Regions from separate parts of the Oryctolagus cuniculus genome. Here region 1 is linked to region 2. Evidence: chromatin contacts called from public Hi-C data. All regions are on one chromosome and are shown on one strand. The core of a region is the stretch at or near the end of the contact, and the rest is flanking DNA. Distances in the headings are between cores, read along the strand shown. Region 1 overlaps GARRE1 (granule associated Rac and RHOG effector 1). Region 2 overlaps GARRE1 (granule associated Rac and RHOG effector 1).

Region 1 (7,019 bases), core at 3,748-6,247, 69 kb after region 2:
ACCGTGACCTGCCTCACCCAGCCTAAGCTGGCTCCTGCCTTGATTGCTGGCTTTATCTGTGGCCACTCTCCCAACTTGTCCCTTGGATCTGTCTTATTCACTGCTGCCTTTGCTCCTGGCCTGTATTAAGGACCTGTTTGCTGGTCCCAACCCCTCATGCCACCTACTACAACTCTTGCATTTCCATTGAATGACTCCCTTCTCCTTTAACTCTCAGCCTATATGCTAGTATCTCAGTTAACAGTGCTCCTTGTTAGAGTGCTCTGTTTCCCTCACTGTGTTTACCTGCATTTTTAATTGTCTGTTTTACTTATTTACCTTTGGGCTTACAGCTCCATGAAGGCAGGGTCCAGGTTTGTTCTCCGCTATGTATCTGGTGGTACCTAACACCACACCCTGTGGGCTAACTGTGACTGGAAGGTTCTTAGAGTCAGATGGTTCTCAGCACTGAGACTGTTAGGACTTAGGGTGTGGCTGGAGTGATATTTATGCTTTGTGATGCTTTGGGACATCATAGCATTATAGTTGCTAGTTATTTTCCTGTAGTCTTACAAGTTAGTAAATATTAGAACTCCTGCAGTGGCCTATAAGAACAGAAGTTAATAGTTTTAAAATGTTATTTGTGTGACTGGTGCTGTGGTTTAGTGGACTAGGCCTCTACCTGCAGCACCAGCATCCCATGTGGGTGCCAGTTCTGGTCCTGGCTGCTTATCTTCTGATCCAGCTCTCTGCTATGGCCCAGGAAAGCAGTGAAAGATGGCCCAAGTGCTTGGGCCCCTGTACCCTCATGGGAGACTGGGAAGGCTCCTGGCTTCAAATCGGCCCAGCTCCGGCCATTGTGGCAATTTGGAAAGTGAACCAGCGAATGGAAGACCTTTCTTTCTGTCTCTCCCTCAGTCTGTAACTCTACCTCTCCAATAAATAAATAAAATCTTTTAAAAATTTTATTTGCTTCACAGGTATTATTGCAAAAAAAAATGGAAATTGAAAGTTTATCCTGAATCCTTCAACCCTCTAATAAGTCAAATATTTTTCTGTTTTCTCTTCTAATCCTTACTTATGTATAAGTTTTGCATTTCATCATTACACAGATCAGTTTTCCATGTTTTTCTGTCTTAACTCGTATGCTTTCCATAAGTCTGTTTAATGACTGAACAATAGTTATTTAATTTTTATAGTCAAATTTTAAAAGCTCTACTTTTCCTGTAATACTGCAGCTTATATTCTTTCCTGTTCTGTATTGGTGTACTTTTTTTACCTTGGTGTATAGGAATGCCCAACCATATATCATCTTCCTTTTTGTATTCTGGAAACTCCAAATGCCAGTATTCTAAGGTTATCTTTTTAAAGCAGGGTAAATGGTAAATGTGTGAATTACATCTATTAGAAACAAATAACAAATAGATAAGTCTTTTTTTCAAGGTACCTAAAATAAGACAGAGCTGTATCAGGGTTGCTTTCTCTTTAAGATGATTAATTTAGGCCTTCAAATTTTCAAGCTGCTCACTTTGTAATGCAAACAATCCAAACCTCTGCTTTATAGTGAATGCTTAGGTGGTTTCTTGTTTGTTTTAGTTTTAGGCTTTTGTTATTGTTTTAATTTTGCTAATAACTGCTTTTAGTTTTAGATTTTTGTTGTTATTTTTTCAATTTTGCTAATAATTGTAGCATTCTCCCTTACCTATCAAGCACTATTTATGTTGCAGGCAACATGCAGACTGAGAGAGAGAGGCTGTGATGGCCGCCTGGCAGGAATTGAAGTTCAACAGCTCTTTTGTTCCCAAAGCGCAGCAATTCCTGAGCACCAGCTAAAGGAACTGAATCTAAAAATTGACAGTGCTTTACAAGTATGTTTTTTAGAACCAGCATATTGAAATGCAAGGGATGGAAATGAGGGAGGGAGCTAAAGTTGTGATGTTGAACCAGTTTAAAGGGTAAAAAGTAGTAGTTGATCTCAAGTCTTTTAGTAACTCTAGAAATTTTAAATTTCTGTTTTAATTGGAGTTTTTCATTTTTAACCTGCTATACAATCTTGATTCTTGGAAATGATTTATTTGTAGGCATATAAGATAGCTCTGGAAAGCTTAGGGCACTGTGAATATGCAATGAAAGCTGGCTTCCACCTGAATCCAAAGGCAATCGAAGCAAGTTTGCAGGTATGCTCTTCTTCCTGGGAGCTGTCAGGTGCTGTGGGAAAGTTCATGCAATCGAGTGTTCTGAAAGATGTGCTCTGGGTCACCTCTCCTCTTTCATCCAAACTTTTTCCAGGGCTGCTGCAGTGAGGCGGAAGCCCAGCAGACAGGGCGGAGGCAGACACCCCCGCAGCCCATGCAGTGTGAGCTTCCCACCGTCCCTGTGCAGATCGGATCGCACTTCCTGAAGGGTGTCTCCTTTAACGAGTCGGCCGCTGACAATCTGAAACTCAAGACGGTAGCTTTCCATGGGGTTCCACTACCACGGGGTTCCAACAACAGAGCATGAACTTGGAAATAGAGTTCTTAAAGGAAACTCAAGGGCTTGTGAAAAATGTAGATTAAAAAACAAAAAAAAGGTCAAGGAAGGAGACACTGATCTTCTTCAGTAAACCGAGGCCTAAAAGCAGAACTGTGGTGACTGTTTTAATGAGATATTTGCAAAACATTAGTTTTATTCATAATTTTATTCAAATGTTTAACATAAAGGGCTGAAAGTATGCTATGAAATATTGCTTATGTTTAATGATTATCAGTATGTTTGAGAAGAAACTTTGTCATAATACTGCAGTAACAGTGACCATTTGTGGAGCATTGTATTTGCCAGGCACTGTGCCAATGGCTTCCTGAGCACTGTCTTATTTAATACTTACCTATGAAGTGGATACTGCCTTTTTCCCCCATTCGACAGGGGAACTGAGGCCCCTGGTCACGTAGCTAGGAAATAGAAATCTGGAATCTGTACTTACGCGGTTTCCAGAGCCTGCAGAGCATACCTGATCACTTGGCCATCCAAAATGTGACTGATAATAACTATTTGAGAAACTGAAATGACATGATTTGGGTGTACATAAAGTGCTTTTCTCTTGAAGATGATTATGTAAACACATTTGCACACATTTGAGAACCTTGCATGGCATTGTGTTGGATGTGAACTCTTTTCTTCTCCATCTCCAGCACACAATGTTACAGCTGATCAAAGATGCAGGCTGCTATAATGGAATCACATCCAGGGAAGATCTTCCTGTGACTGAAGTTCTAAATCAGGTGTGCCCGTCCACATGGCGGGGTGCCTGCAAGACGGCTGTACAGCTGCTGTTTGGCCAGGCTGGACTGGTGAGCACATACATGTGAAAGGATGTGGTTATTTTACCGAGTTCTTCAGTGCTACAGAATTCCGACAAGATAGAAAACAGTAAAGGAAGAACAACATTATAAAACCTTTTTTTGTTTGTTTGTGTTACAGATTGGTAGTATATACTTGCAGAGAACCTAGTTGCAAAGTTATGTTGAAGGCACTCCTCATTTTAAGAAAACCATTGCATTAGTAGCAATTTGACAGGACCCTTGACCTGGCCTTCCTATTCTGGTGCTACAGTGGATGTCTTTTCTTTTGCTCAGATTTACCAAACTTCTTCCTGTATCAAACCTTTGCACACGATGCCCTTTTACCTGGAAATACTTTTCACTCCAGTTTCCACATGGCTCACTCCTCATCTTCCTGGTGTCAGTTCCAATATCACTTCCTCCAGGTCTCCTCCCATGACCATGCCGATAAGTAGTGCTCTAACCAGTCCCTTTGAACCCTAGCTTTCTGTTTATCTCCTTCTTAGCAATTAAATCACATCAACTAAAAATAATGTTTTGATCCTCTAACCTTTCAGAGAAGAAAAAACTTTTGCCAAAGTTGAGTGGGATTCAGAACAGCTAAAATCACCATTAGATTTTTCTTGGTGCCATTCACCCAAATGACCTTACGTACTTGTGTCCATTTTCTAGTAAACACCACCCCCCCCATTTTGTTTCCATTTCTTTTTTTTTTTAGATTTATGTATTTATGTATTTATTTATTTGAAAGGCAGAGTAACAGAGAGAGAGAGAGATCTTCTATGCCCTGAATTACTCCCCAAATGCGTGCGACAGCCGGGGATGGGCCAGGCCAAAGCCAGGAACCTGAGACTCAGTCTGGGTCTCCCTTGTGGGAGAGAGGGACCCAACTACCTTAGTCATCATCTATTGCTCCCAGGGTTCCCTTCAGTGGGAAGTTGGCTTGGAAGCAGGAAGCCAGGATTGAACCAGGCACTCTAATATGGGATGTGGGCATCTCAAGCAGTCCACAGCACCAAATGCCAACCCTATAGAAGCATCTTCCTTTCTTTCTTTCTTTCTAAGGACTTATTTATTTATTTGAAAGAATTAGAGGAAGATAAAGAGAGAGAAATCTTCCTTCTGCTGGTTCACTCCCCAAATGGCCTCAATGGCCAGGCTGAAGCCAGGAGTCAGGAGTTTCTTCCGGATCTCTCCCACATGGGTACAGAGGCCCAAGCACTGGGACCTCTTCTGCTGCTTTCCCAGGCACATTATATCTGCTTTCTTTCTAAAAAGATACAGCATTTCAGTCAGAAGTTAGAGGAAGTTAATTAGAGATTAAGAAAATGAAAGAACGGATATTTAGTGTGAGTCCTGACTATTCACATAGAAAGAGCTGTGGGGAGGTTACTGTCCTTTAGTTTCACTCAGATGAGGGTTCAAGGTCTCCAAGGAGATCACTGAGTCCACGGAGGTCCCCAAGAATATCAAGAAGTAGAAGTCACCATTGAGAGGGCCACGGGTCTTCTAGTTTTGATAGAGAATTAGAGAGAGAGAAAGAACGGCAACGACTAGAGCGTGAAGCCAAAGAAAGGGAGAAAGAAAGGCGAAGATCCTGAAGTCTCGATTGGGGGTTGGAACACAGGCGTAGCAGGAGTAGAGAAAGGCACTCAGATGAGGACTCAGGCAGGTGGCCCAGCTCGTCACAGTGCGGCCTTGTACAGGTCAGATGTGGGCCTGTCCTCACTAGTGATTTCCTTTAGGATCTGCTCCTCAGTAAAGGAACCCCCAAGAGAAATCTGTAGTCTGCTCTCCACTGCTGCAATGTAGAGGATGCTTTAGGGGAGTGATGCATGGTACAAAGACCATTGAACTGAAACTAGGGTGAGCCATGTGGCAGTGTGTTCTCAGGAAAGGCGTGTGGAAGAACACACACACACAGGCAGTCTTTAGAAAACATTGTAAGTTAAAAGAAAAAAAATTGTCTTATTCAGAGAGCAGACATTCTTCCTGGTTCTTTAGCCCTTGATTGTAGGGCACCTTTGTGTGTGACTGACAAAGAACCATTAGATTATGGTTCTGGGGTGGGAGGCCTGAGGAAACACCTGTGTGGTCCCATAATAGCTGTTCCTCGGACAGGAAGCCTTTTCCAAAGCACCAGCTGTGGGAACTCTTGTTTACAGCAGTGGGATGGAAATTGGCTCCAGCAGAGGCTCGGCTTGGAGCCCTGATAAGAACGCTGTGCAGCTTCACCCCATCTGAAATTTTACAGGTTTGATATTCAAGGTGTCTTAGGATTTTCTTGAAATTCTTTTTGTCATTCGAAAATGCTTTCATTACTTTGTTACTCTTCAGATCGTATATAGAAACTCCCCCTCCTAAATAAGAGGAAATCCTTGAAACAAGGTTTGGTTCTTTTTCCTGAAGTAGTTCTGTTTCTGTTGATGATTGAGGATAAAAGAATCTTCGAAAAACTTCATCCACTTTTGGCTTGTAGTCAGTCATTACGGTTGAGCTTTTCTGAGGTATTAGTTTGACTTTTAGTGACATTTCTATTTTTTTCAAGTGTATAGTATAAAAAATAACTAGAACAAAGGAAATAAAGTCATTCCTAATTAATATATTTATGGTTTGGAAAGATTCTTACAATATTCAGCAAATGCCACACCCAGAACATGGCTTCTGTTTAAAGAAGTGTTGTACATTCAGTCATCTTTGTTACTCACTGTTGTCTTCATGGGGCCCGTGACTCTCCTTGGCATAGCTCATGCAGGGAAGTTGTTCTTGCCAGTACTCGGCATCCATAGGCTTGTGTGTTGGATATGTTTTCCTCTCTGCAAGCTGGTTGCTGTTTCTGTTTCTCTCGCAGGTGGTGGTCGACACAGCACAGATTGAGAATAAAGAAGCCTATGCACCCCAGATCAGTTTAGAAGGCTCCAGAATCGTGGTTCAAGTCCCATCCACATGGTAATGTGACTCTTACATTAGCTGAAGCCTAAGCTCTGATTGAAGCTTGCACATTTTTTAAATGATTGCTTTGTTTTGAACAAACCCCTGACAGCTGACATGGCAGGTCTTTCTACATGTGCAGGTCAGTGAGCAGCAATGGTCTGTTAGTGGCCTGTGTCATGATTACTAGTCCATGATGAGGAAGCAGTGATGTCTGCAAGTAGTCTCATTGACCATATGTAACTAACCCGTTCTACACCTTTGAATAAGGAGCAGTATTATCTTTCTTTGTTAGAAAAGTCCACAGCTTTGAAACATAGTACATCATTTCCTCTATGTCTCCAGTGTTTCTCTACAGCTGAATGGAGAGCATAAAATTTTTCTTCTTCATCTGTTCCTCCTACAACCCTGCTGATTTTGTGCTCCTGTCTTTACACACTCAGTGTCAATTTGGAAACAAACTGAACCATTTTCAGTTACTATACTTGTAACACAACTAAGAATTGTTCTTTTTTGTTTGTTTTTAATGCTCTGGTAGGAACCACTCCTATAGTTAGCAGTTGAGGCATCCCTGTCCCACACTGGAGTGCCTGAATTCAGTTGCTAGCTCCAGCTTCCTGCCAGTGCAGACCTTGGGAGGCATGGGTGATGATGCATGTAATGGGGTTCCTGCTTCCTTGGGAGCCTGAGAGAGCTGGCCAGTACAGGCACTGGGGAATGAAGCAGTGAATGCGAGCTCTTTCTCCCTTTCTGTTTTTGTCTCTCCACTGTCAAATAAAAAAAAAAAAA
Region 2 (7,154 bases), core at 1,950-4,449:
GTTGGTGCTAGCTCATTTCCCTTGTAAATGACTGTAAATAGTAAGCCATTCTTTTGTGAGAAACCTTGTTTTTGGTTGGCCTTTCTTATTTTTTAAAAAAGATTTATTTATTTATTTATTTGAAAGGAGTGGCAGAGAGAGGTCTTCCATTCACTGGTTCACTCCCCAAATGGCCCCAATGGCTGGAGCTGGGCTGATCCGAAGCCAGGAGCCAGGAGCTGCTTGTAGGTCTCCTACGCGGGTGCAGGCGGTGGCTTTACCTCTACGCCACAGCACTGGCTCTTTATTATTATTATTTTTTAAAGATTTATTTATTGGGGCCAGTGCTGTGGTGTAGCGGGTAAATCTGCTGCCTGTGGTGCTGGCATCCCACATGGGCACTGGTTCAAGTGCTGGCTGCTCCACTTCCAATCTAGCTCTCTGCTAATGCACCTGGGAAAGCAGAGGAGGATGGCCCAAGTCCTTGGGCCCCTGCACCCACATGGGAGACCTGGAAGAAGCTCCTGGATTCTGGCTCTGGATCAGCCCAGCTCCGGCTGTTGTGGCCATTTGGGGAGTAAACCAGCAGATAGAACTCTCTGTTTCTCTCTAACTCTACCATTCAAATAAATAAATATTTTTTAAAAATTATTTTTATTTATTTGAAAGGCACAGTTACAGAGAGGGAGAGACAGATCTTCTAGCTGGTTCCCTCCCCTAATGGCCACAACGGCTGGGGCTAGGCCAGACTGAAGCCACCAGCCAGGAGCTTCATCTAGTCTCCCACGTGGGTGTAGGGGCCCAAGCATTGGGGTCATCTTCTGCATTAGCAGGGAGCTGGATCAGAAGTGGAGCAGCTGGGACTCCAGCTGGTGCCCGTGTGAGATGCTAGCATCATAGGTGGTAGTTTTACCCACTGTGCCACAACGCTGGCCTCAAATAAAGAAATCTTTAAAAAAAATTTTTTTTTTAAATTTATTTGAAAGGCAGAGTTTCAGAGAAAGAGAGAGAGATCAGTCATCCATCCGTGGTTCACTCCCCAACGTAGTTCACTCTGCAATATCAGAGCTAAGCCAAGCTGGAACCCAGGAGTCTAGAATTCCATCCAGGTCTACCACATTGGTGACAGGGACTCTAGTACTTGGGCCATGTTCCCCTGCTTTCCCAGGTGCATTAGCAGGGACCTGGATTGAAAGTGGAGCAGCTAGGACTCGAACTGATGCTCATGGGATGTAGGCATTGCAGGCAGTGGCTTAATCTGCACCAGCCCTGATTGGCCTTTTGCTTTAAAATTTTTTCATTTTTTTTTATTTGAAAGGCAGAGAGAGACACACAGAAAAGAGAGATCTTTGATCTGCTGGTTTATTTTGTAAATGCTTACAACTGCTGGGGCTGGCCTGGGTCAAAACTGGTAGCCTGGAACTCCATCTGTGTCTTCCGTGTGGATGACAGGTACTGAACTGCTTGAGCCATCACCTGTTGCATATTAGTGCATCTGAGGTACACATTAGCAGGAAGCAGAGCAGGGACTGGAACCCAGGGATTTCAATAAGGGATGCAGGCATCCTTAGCAGTGTGCACTTAGCAGACCACTGTGCTGCAGGTCTGCCCCTTGTCATTTACTTTTTATCCCTACATCTTTAATTAGATGTTGTACCTTTTCTCCTTTTTCTTTTTTCTTTTTTTTTTTTTTTTTTAAGATTTATTTATTAATTTGGAAGGCAGTTACAGAGGGAGGGAGAGAGAAAATCTTCCATCTGCTGTGTCACTCCCCAAATGGCTGCAACAACTGGAGCTGGGTTGATCCAAAGCCAGGAGCCAGGAGCCTCTTCTGGGTCTCCAATGTGGGTGCAGGGGCCCAAGCACTGGAACCATCTTCTACTGTTTTCTCAGGCCATTAGCAGGGAGATAGAACAGAAGAGGAGCAGCAGGGCCGGTGCTGTGGCGTAGCTGGTAAAGCCACTGCCTACAGTGCCGACCTCTCACATGGGCACCAGTTCAAATCCCAACTGTTCCACTTACAATCCAGCTCTCCGCTATGGCTTGAGAAAGCAGTAGTAGATGGCCCAAGTCCTTGGGCCCCTGCACCCACATGGGAGACCGGGAAGAAGCTCCTGGCTCCTGGCTTCAGATCGGTGCAGCTCCAGCTGTTGCAGCCATCTGGGGAGTGAACAAGTGGATGAAAGACCTCTCTCTCTCTCTCTCTCTCTCTCTCTGCCTCTCCTTTTCTCTATGTGTAACTCAAATAAATTAAGAAATCTTAAAAAAAAAAAAAATGGAGCAGCAGGGACTCAAACTGGTGCCTATATAGGATGCTGGCACCACAGGCCCCTGTTGTACCTTTTTTCTAAGGGACTTTGAAGACATTATTGGTCCTAATGTGAATGAGCAAGAGGAGATGCAGTGAATTTAGTCAGCTCACATTTTTGCAGTACATATAATACAATCCACTTGCTTTCTTGGGAGATCAGAATATAGAGCTGAAAGGTATACCTTAGAAGGGAAAGTCAAACAAGGAGCTGCCATAATGTATAAGTACCTGGAAGGAGAGATACTGAATGAACTCTGCCAGGTCTCAGAGCTCTTTCCAATCTGGTTCACTGTGTTTATCTCCAAGGCCTGGAATGCAGTGTTCTGGAAATGCTTAAGTATTTGTTGAATGAATGAATGACCATCCGAGAATGGTACCAAAATAAATATTACACAGATCTGCCATCTATAGGAAACATATAAGCCAAGAGACATTTTATAAATGTAGTTTAAAGAATTTTAGGGAAAACTTGAAATTCAACCAAATTGACCCAGCTCTAACCCTGGGAAAGCATGATTGGAATGTGTTTGTGGCCAGAAAGCTTAAACTTAATTTTGTATCCTCGGAAGAAAGACTTGCGTTTCTAGGGGAGAGTAGGGATGATTGTGGAAACTGAACTGTGGTGTCCAGGAGAGGAATTATGTGGTGTGTCTGGAGCTCCGGAGTGGAGCGGGTCCAAGGAATGAATGGATGTGTCCCTGTTGATTACTCTACCTGTAAGGGTCTGTCCCTGGCTTAGCTTCTGTCTCCCTAATACCTTCTGCTTAGGACATGATTTCACGTGGAACTTTCTTGCCAAGGAGAGAATGTGAATGGTTAAGAGCTCTGCATCCAAACTGCTTGGGTCAGATTCTGGTCCTGGGGTGCTAGCTTACTCCGTTCATATTCCCATCTGTGGAATGGGGGTAATAATAGCACCTTTCAATCAGTGCTGCTGCAGCTTTGAGCACTGCTGCCTGGCACCTGGTGAGTGCTCAGCAAGTGGTGGCTCTCATTGGTGTTTGTAAACTTAGTAACTGACCTTCTAGGTAGTACATCAGTCCTCTTGAACTTAAAGAACTTAAGTCAGTCCTTGTGAACCTGCTTGTTCCTTGCTGTACTGGCAGAGCTGGTGTCCACACTGTGGTAAGGAACGCCAGATAGCCTCTTCTCACTGCTCAGCTGAGGCATCCAGCCTGCAGTTTTTAGGGAATGCTTCCTGGGGAAGGCAGTTCTTGAGTACTGTGGGGAAGAATTAGTCCAGGACCACAGTTAGGGGTGAGGACTCTTAGGCAGGAGTATGACATGTAGTTGTTTTTTTTTTTTAACTTTTATTTAATAAATACAAATTTCCAAAGTACAGTTTATGAATTACAGTGGCTTCCCCCCATAAGTTCTTTTTTTTAATTTAATAAATGTGAATTTACAAAGTGCAACTTTTGTATTGTTGTGGCTCCCCCCCCAACCTCCGTCCCTCCCACCCTCCCACGGCCCTCCCATCTCCTACTCCCTCTCCCATCCCGCCCTTCATCGAGTTTCATTTTCAATCACCTTCATATACAGAAGATCAACTTAGTATACACTAAGCAAGGATTTCAACAGGCTGCACTCACACAACCGCACAAAGTATAGGGCATTGTTTGACTAGTAGTGTTGTTTTTAAGTTTCATAGTAAAACACATTAAGGACAGAGATCCTACGTGGGGAGCATGAACCCAGTGACTCCTGTTGTTGATTTAACAATTGGCACTCTTATTTATGACAGCAGCAATCACCCGAGACTCTTGCTATGAGCTCATGACATGTAGCTGTACAAAGGCATAGAGGTGAGCAAGCACGAGATATTTGAGCTGTAGGAGATTTAGCGTAAAGAGTATACAGCTATGAATAGGGAATAGAGGGAAATGAGATTGGAGAAGAAAGTAGGCCAGCTCTTTTTTTTTTTTTTTTTTTTTGAAAGAGTTACAAAGAGAGGAGGAGAGACAGAGAGGTCTTCCATCTGTTGGTTCATTCCCCAAGTGGCCACAAGGACCGGGGCTAGGCCAGGCCAGAGCCAGGAGATTCTTCTGGGTCTCCCACATGCGTGCAGGGGCCCAAGGACTTGAGACAAGCTCCGCAGCTTTTCCCAGGCAGCTAGATGAGAAGTGGAGCAGCTAGGACTCGGATGGGCGCCCGTGTAGGACGCTGGCATTGCAGATGGTGGCTTTACCCACTGTGCCACAGCACAGGCCCCAGGCCAGCTCTATTTATTTTTATTTTTATTTATTTATTTATTTATTTTTTGACAGGCAGAGTGGACAGTGAGAGAGAGAGAGAGAGACAGAAAGGTCTTCCTTTGCCGTTGGTTCACCCTCCAATGGCCGCCGCGGCTGGCGCACTGCAGCCGGCGCACCGCGCTGATCCGAAGCCAGGAGCCAGGTGCTTCTCCTGGTCTCCCATGGGGTGCAGGGCCCGAGCACTTGGGCCATCCTCCACTGCACTCCCTGGCCACAGCAGAGAGCTGGCCTGGAAGAGGGGCAACCTGGACAGAATCCGGCGCCCCAACTGGGACTAGAACCCGGTGTGCCAGCGCTGCAAGGCGGCGGATTAGCCTAGTGAGCCGCGGCGCCGGCCAGCTCTATTTATTTATTTGAAAGAGCTACAGTGTTAGAGGGAGAGAGAGAATGACCTGTCTGCTGGTTCATTCCCCAGATGGCCACAACAACCAGGGCTGGGCCAGGCTGAAGCCAGGAGCTTCATCTGGGTCTCCTATGTGGGTGCAGGGGCCCAGGCAGTTAGTCCATCTTCTGCTGCTTTCCCAGGTGCATTAGCAGGGAGCTGGATCAGAAGTAGAGCAGCCGGGACTCCAGCCGGCGCCTATATGGGATGCCGTTGCAGCAGGCTGCGGCTTTACCTGCTCCGCCACACTGCCGGCTCCCAGCCCAGCTCTAAAGAAGTAACATTATCTGATTTATTGGGCAGTGACGATGCTTCAGGTCCTACTGTGCTGACCAGGTTTGCTTCTAAATGCCTTCTGTATATTACTTTGTTTAGTCTTCACAGCAGTTCTATGATGTAGGTACTTAACACAAGTGACATGTTTCAGCCTGCATACCATGTAAAGCAACCCTCACTATCTTTTGTATGTAGGAAAGCTTTCAGTGATCCTGATGAAGGCCAGGCCTACCAATGACCTCTGACTAATGCAACCATCTTGGGTTAAAATGTTACAAAAGTTAATAAAAACAATATAGTTGTAGATATGAATCAAACTCAGAGAAATTATTCAGTGGAAAAAACAAAATGCAGAACAGTATGTATATGTGGTTACTTTTTTTTTTTTTTTATACAAAAAAAGAAAACTTGGGCCAGCACCGTGGGCCCAGCAGGTAAAGTCACTCCCTGCAATGAGGACATCTTGTGTGGGTACCCATTCATGTCCTGGCTGCTCCACTTCCAGTCCAGCTCCCTATTGATGGCCTGGGAAAAGCAACAGAAGATGGTCCAACTGTATGGGCACCTGCCACCCATGTGGGAAACTAGATGAAGCACCTGGCTTCTGGCTTCAGGAAGCCCACCTGGCAGTTGCAGCCATCTAGGGAATAAACCAGAGCTGATGGAAGACCTATCTCTGTCTTTTTTTCTCCATAACTCTGCAAAATAAATAAATAAATAGATAGATATGTGATCAGTTCCTAAGTACATGCAAAATTTCCAGGATGATAGAAAAAAAAGAAAAAACAGTGGTTGGCTTTGGGATGAAGCTTCAGAAAACCAGGCTGTTGGATGGACTTAGATTTTACTTAAATACCGTTTTGTAGGGCATGATTTTTTTTCTCTTATGTATACGTATTGTGTTCTCAGTCTTAAAATTAATGAATTTAAAAATCATTGTCTGTGGTGTACAAGGCAGTCCGTCAGGTAGAAAGAGAATGGCTCTCAGAGACCTGTGTTCAAGTCCTTTTTTTTTTTTTTTTTAATAGATTCATTTATTTGAAAGGCAGAGTTACAGAGAGACAGGGAGAAAGAGATTGAGTGGAGCAGCTGGGACTCGATATTCAAGACTTGACTCTGCTGCTTACTAGCCACTCTTAAGTCACGCGTAACTATGGCTTTCCTCAGTTTATCTAATTTGACCACGGGGGAGGTAATAACACCTACCTCCTGTGGTGATGGTGAGACTCTCCTGAGTTAGTATTTGTACATCCCTTAGAACAATTGCTGACAGGTGTATGGGTTTTTTGTTGTTGTTTGTTTTTCTTTTTTAGGTGTGTGTTTTTTGCTGTCGGTGGTGCTGTGGCCCAGCACCGTGCACTACAACAAATGTGAAGATGTGTGCAGCCTCTGTCTTTGGTGCTTCTAGTTTGTTTGGAGTGGGAACATACACAAGCTAATGACAAGTATTGACAACAGAGGCCACAGGCGCTCAGGGGAGGCTCCGTGGAAGCTAAGGTGGCTCAAGATAGTAGTTTCACTGAAACGGTGAACCTTAAATATGAATAACTTCTAGTAAAATGAGGGGGGGAAGCACAAAAGGACTGGCTCCAAGGGTGCTGTATCCCAGACAGCCTGAGGCAGAAGAATCAGAAAAACAAACGAGCTTTGAAGGGGGTCTGCAATTAAAGTATGTTATGACATGGCATGTTGTCATTACGTGGCAGATTTCCTAACATACATAAAATAATATGGTTTGTAGACGATTTATAAACAGTGGCATCTTAGATGCGGTGGTTCTGCCTTGACCTTTGAAGTGGCTGTGAGGGGTTCTTGTGTAATGTAACAGACCCTTTAATACACTGCATGTGGGTCATTCCCAGGTTGATGCCTGTTGGCAGTGCTAGCAGTGAGTGTTCATGATATAGGCATCTACATTTACTGTGAATCTATCTCTAGGATTCATTCCTAG

What was found. Hi-C and Micro-C count contacts between places; a contact is called where the count stands out from the background.
Region 1: a contact with region 2 is called in a Hi-C map of an unstated tissue, with 2.1 times the contacts expected there. The contact joins two enhancer-like sites. A contact is called at or near these places in 3 of 6 Hi-C or Micro-C datasets (ear pinna, psoas muscle and an unstated tissue).

Annotation. Positions count from the first base shown.
Region 1 is chr18:22,396,679-22,403,697 of mOryCun1.1, forward strand. GARRE1 (granule associated Rac and RHOG effector 1) reads left to right here. Exons shown (of 15, transcript XM_051846738.2): 5 at 1,707-1,847; 6 at 2,061-2,156; 7 at 2,269-2,430; 8 at 3,150-3,308; 9 at 6,151-6,248. Among named protein-coding and RNA genes, the nearest start is that of GPI, 32 kb to the right of the region's middle. Within about 2 kb of position 4,998, at least 2 of the 8 cell types and tissues checked have an H3K27ac peak or open chromatin away from gene starts, as enhancers often do.
Region 2 is chr18:22,329,467-22,336,620 of mOryCun1.1, forward strand. The region is part of intron 1 of GARRE1 (granule associated Rac and RHOG effector 1); the gene reads left to right. Among named protein-coding and RNA genes, the nearest start is that of GARRE1, 6.0 kb to the left of the region's middle. Within about 2 kb of position 3,200, at least 1 of the 8 cell types and tissues checked has an H3K27ac peak or open chromatin away from gene starts, as enhancers often do.